Regions from separate parts of the Gossypium hirsutum genome. Here region 2 is linked to region 1. The links are chromatin contacts, called in public Hi-C maps. All regions are on one chromosome and are shown on one strand. The core of a region is the stretch at or near the end of the contact, and the rest is flanking DNA. Distances in the headings are between cores, read along the strand shown.

Region 1 (2,700 bases), core at 179-2,678:
CCTGAGTGATACCACAAAAGGGAGGACATATAAGTACCTTAATAGAATTGAAGTGATACTAACAGCAAGTCAAAGGGCAACCTCTTTTGTTGGCAGTCTGAACTCATCAGACTCTTCTTTAATGTTCAGCTCCATCTCAGCTTGTGCATCTTTTTCTTCCCTCGCACGTTGTTCATCGATAGCCCTGGACTTCTCCTCTATATCTGTTTCATCTGAATCAGAATCGGAACCCGAACCTGAAGTGGAACCTGAACCACTGTCTGCAAAAACATGATAGAACAATAACCATTATTAATTAGTTAGCTTGAAACATGGTGAAATTTATGGAACCTGAAAATACTTTGCAATGCCACTGCATGGAAAGCTCTATTGCTAGGCTTTGGAGACTTGATGAGTTACGATTTCACCAAACTTGTACTAGGAGCGTCTATTCGGTACACACATACAAATGTTCACTTCCATGACATGGGAACTTGAACAACAAGATAGATGCAAACTAGAATTTCAAGTTTGCCATCCACAAACTCACTAAAGGCCATGAACAATAAGTACTTCACATGAATCATGTCCAAAACAAATTTGTGCCTCCTTGAAGCTAAAAACACAAATTCCAACTCTTCATTTCTCTAAAATATCTTTCTTTCGCACATACTGTGATGCTATATATGAAAAAAGCATTGGATACATACCCATCTCCAAAACTCACCCCAAATCCATGTAATGCATATATGTGATGAATATATGACAAAATTTAGAAAGAACAAAACTGAGTATAGCAGCATTGGATGCATAACCATAAGACACTCACCCAGAGTCAGAGTTACGTAAAAATATAATTACAAGGCATTATATTCAATCCAAGTAAAGCATATACATAATTTACAAGGAATTGACAAAAATGGGTACCTTCATTATCATCACTTCCTTGAAGGAAATCATCAGCCAAGGGAGCATCATCCTCATCTGAAATTTCAGAGACATCATCATCATCAAAATCAGACATTTGTTCATCTCCATCCAATAAGTCTCCAGCTTCTTCTTCTTCTTCGCTGTGGCCATCAGAGACATCATCCAAAACCTCATCTTTTTTGGTGGGTCGCTTTTTATCAATGAAAAGATCATTCCTTTGCTTCTTTTTTGGAGGTTGGTTCTTTGATTTCGCTCCTTTGCTCTTATTAGACGCCATCTGAAGCAGCAAAAACACATAACCAAGTTTGAGTTGTTCTATTACACCTGAGTCAAACCTAAAGCAATATTGAAGTTTTACCTTAAAATTAGGGTTTTGGCAGCTTCTATCTTCTGGGAGCTGTTAGGGTTTAAGGTATGTATAATATCATATTTTTGTAATAACGGTACTATGAGTAGAAGACATACAATTCAATTCAAGGAAGACTGGAGGAGGAAGACCCTTTTTTGGGCCAAATTTGGTTCAGACTGTTTTAGGGTTTGGGTTCGGATTTTATTAGTTTGGGCTTAGGAGTAACTTCCGGAAGCAATTTTTGACTAATTCACATAAATAATATAAAAAATTAAATTCTGAAATGAGTTGTGAGTGGGATTAATTACCAAAATAATATATTTTTAGGAGGTGCCTTTTTTATAGGTGTCACCATCTTTTTTTATAGTAATTCTTTTTTATAAAAAATATTATTATTTTTTAAAATATATATACAGGGTCAAAATACGGTCAACAAGTCAAAATACGAGTTGAAAATACTTGTGACCCGTGTGACGCTACCTGGACTGGTGGCACTAGTAGCGCATGTCAGATAGGCGGCATTGGTGCTACTGACCAATCCTTTCCGACCCCCTGCACCCCTGTGCCAAACACCCACGCCCCAGCTTTTCTTCTCTTTGCCTGTTGTGCACACTACTAAGCAGTGTTGTCCCTCCAAAAGGGAAAAAAAAATTTGAAATGGGGGACTTTATAAGCATGGTCCTCCATAAGATGAAGGCACTGGGGAAGAAAAGAGGAAAAGAAAGGAGGAGAAGAAGAAAGAAAGAAAGAAAGAAAAGGTATATATTATTTTAGTAAATAATTTTTTAAATTTGAAAAGGTTAATTAATATGTTGTGAATTTTTTTTGTTATTAATTATTATCTATAAATTGTTTATGTTTAGTGTTTATGGTTTTGGTTTAATAATTTTTATGAATGTAATTTTTTTTTTGCTTTTTTATAATTATTTTAAAATTATTTTGTTAGTAATTGAGGATTATGTTATAAATTGTTGTGTTTAGTTTAGTATTTTGTGATTTTTTGTTAATGTAAAATTATTTTGTTAGTAATTTATGATTAGGTTATAAATTGTTAATGTTTTGTTTTTTGTGATTTTTTAGTAATGTAAATTTTAAAAAAATAATTTTATAGTTATTTGTTAGTAATTTATGATTAGGTTTTAAATTGTTAGTGTTTTGTGATTTATCAATAACCTAATTTGTTTTTAAAAAATGTTATAGTTATTTTATTAGTAATTTATGGTTAGTTTACAAATTGTTAGTGTTTAGTTTATGGTTTTGTGATTTTTTAATAATTTATTTTTTTTTTAAATAATTTTATAGTTATTTTGTTAGCAATTTATTATTAGGTTATATAAATTGTTAGTGTTTAGTTTAGTGTTTTGTGATTTTTTATTAATGTAAATTTTTTTATAATGTAATTTTATTTTATTTTTATTTATTTGACAATTTTTATTGATTTA
Region 2 (2,700 bases), core at 139-2,638, 200 kb before region 1:
TCAGTGACAACGAACTTACCACATTGTCGATAGGAACACTAATATTTCCGTGTTTAACTTCACAAATTCTTCATTACAGTCACTGAAAGCAGTAATCTCTGCACTAATAAGGAAATTGGAGAGGTAAAAGTACAAATAAGAATCTACTACCATATAAAACTTCAGCTTAAATGTTCAGATCGATCTATCTTGTCTAAACTAGCAACTACGAATAGAATGCAACACATTCAATGAAAAATAACATCACTAAGACAATCCAACTTCTAAATGCCAGAAATTCGGCCAAAAATTCGAACTTGAAGACATAACTAACAATCAAAATAATGTCAAGTAAAGGAAACCCAAGTATAAATTAGGTCACATCTTCGGAAACAAACATCGCCATAGATATCAGAAAGAACTCTAATTACTTGGTGGATAAAAAATTTCATCTACTTCAGAATATGAACAAATTTATAGGCTTATGACATCAATGATCAACCTATCAAATACGGATTAGAATATCAAACAATCCCAACAAAAGCTAATCCGTAGTCTAACTCTTCTCAAAGAACTTCAAGCTCACTCCTTACTGACCTGATTCAACAATCAGCACAAGCTACATTTTCAACAATTAATTAAAGTTTTCGGGTTCCTAATAAGACCAAGATTCTGAAATCACGTAACGGATCCCATTTTCATTCAATATGAATCTAAATTCCAATTTCTGAAGTTCTAATGGAAATCAAGTTATTACACAAGGAATTCGCTCAAATGGTATACAACTCATCAGTTTAAACAAAAGAAAAAGCTCAAAACCAGTTTCCAGAAAAACTCATCAAAGAAAAATAAACCTTCGGTTAGAAAAAACATCAAGCTTGATTCTTTTTCGAAGGAAAGGGAAAATACAATAAAACCAAGAATCACAAAAACTCAAACACATTAATCAAAACAATCCCAAAAGCTCAAAACCATTAAAAACAAGAGGAAAACAAAACTAAAACTTTTTTCAACAAATTTAAACAGAAATTATAAACAAAATTGATTACATACCGAGATGAATTGTTGAGAGAAAACTTGTTGTTGTGATGATAGAGAGAGATGAAAATCATAGCTTCTTAGAGACAGAAAGAGAGAAAATGGAGGGAAAGTAAGGGAAAATGATGGTGTTTAGGGTGGCGGTGGCGGGAAAGGATTGTTTTTAGGAGGCGAGAGGAATGTGTGTTGCATGGTGTGTGGGCGTGTACATTGCCGGCTATTTGTGAGTGGCGCTTCCTTTTTCTGGTTCGGGAAGAAACACACACAGAGATGAGAGAGAAAGAGGATAAGGCTTCAAAAATTTTATGACTTGAAGATCATCTCCCAGATTGCCTATCTCAAAGTCTGGATTTCTAAAGACAGTTCTTCAGGTTCCGACAAATTTGGCCTACCTGATTGGGCCATCATAGTCAATCTGACTTCACCCCAACTTCCTTGGTTCAATTTACAACCCATAAGCCCAATTTTGTACAAGCCTTTTCTTTAAGGAAGAGTTTCTTTTTTTTTCAACTTGATATTTGAGACGAATAAAAATTTAATGACTATTGACCCAAAAAAATGTTTTTTTTTCGGGGGTAAATTTTGCAGACCAAGCTACGGCCATGAGAAAGAGATGAAAGATTAGAGGCACAAACTGCCCGCTGTTTGGTTTCTTTTTTGAGCCACCAATTGTCCCTTGCTTGATGATGAATTGTGATGGATTTGAGAAGCGATTGGATGTCTTCAATAGTTGGTTTGAGCTTCCAACCTACAATATTGCGCTTAATAATTAAATTAATATATCTATTATCCTTGTCGAGGAGACCACAACGATCAACATTTTTAGATTTGAGTAATAATGGAATAGATAACAAAGTGAAGATTACAGGTTATAGCTTTTGCCAAAAATCAACTGGGACCCATCAGGTTCTTGTACAATCACTGCCCCACCTTTGACGAATAATGGAGATATTTATGCAAAGTGGAAGAAGATGCGGTTCCAATCAGGGGCGGAGCTAGAATAACTTTTTAGGGGAGGCTGAATGAAATTTTAATTTTTTATAGTCTATATCTTTATAATTTTTAAAAGATTAAATCTAATTTTTATAATCTTAGTGGGGTCAAAGTGTTATTTTACTTTTACTAATTTAAAATTTTAAAAAAATTTAAAGGGCTTAAATTGAAATTTTCTATTTTAGAGGGGCCGAGGCCCATACCAGCCCCCTAGATTCGCCTCTAATTCTAATCTCATGAATCTAGATATACATGGTTGAGAGGCAATTAGTGAGTCTTCATTGAAAGAGAGAAGGATAGATTGGACAAAATCATTAATCTTGATAATTCCTCCAAGGATCAACATTATTGAAAATGAGCTCATTCCTAAATTTCTAGACAATCCAGAGGGTACTAGCAACAAGAGTGTAAAATCTTTTGGATTCCTAAGTAATAATATCCTTATGTTTGAGTAAGCGGAGGATCTAAAAAGAGATAGTAGGGATATGGTTAGAATTAAAGCGAAAAGACAACGACGAACCAAACCAAACAACTTTAGCAAAGTAACATTCAAATAAAAGGTGTTCAAAGGTTTATATGTGATTAAGATAGACCGGGCAACAGACATCATCCTTAGAAAGACGTCTAGAGAGGTCTTTAGCAGGAAGGCAATTGTTATAGAGATTCTAAAGAAAAAGAGTTATTTTGAAT

What was found. A called contact is a pair of places that touch in the nucleus more often than the background predicts.
Region 2: a Hi-C map of leaf shows a contact between it and region 1, with 2.4 times the contacts expected there. The contact joins the promoter of LOC107913339 here to the promoter of LOC107893508 in region 1. A contact is called at or near these places in 3 of 34 Hi-C or Micro-C datasets (hypocotyl, leaf and petal).

What each region holds. Positions count from the first base shown.
Region 1 is chrA13:91,958,115-91,960,814 of Gossypium_hirsutum_v2.1, reverse strand. It overlaps LOC107893508 (26S rRNA (cytosine-C(5))-methyltransferase NOP2B-like), which reads right to left and starts at 1,428. Exons shown (of 19, transcript XM_041085251.1): 1 at 1,268-1,428; 2 at 907-1,186; 3 at 82-260; 4 at 1. The coding sequence starts at 1,186.
Region 2 is chrA13:92,155,555-92,158,254 of Gossypium_hirsutum_v2.1, reverse strand. It overlaps LOC107913339 (transcription termination factor MTEF1, chloroplastic), which reads right to left and starts at 1,388. Exons shown (of 4, transcript XR_005907697.1): 1 at 1,033-1,388; 2 at 20-103.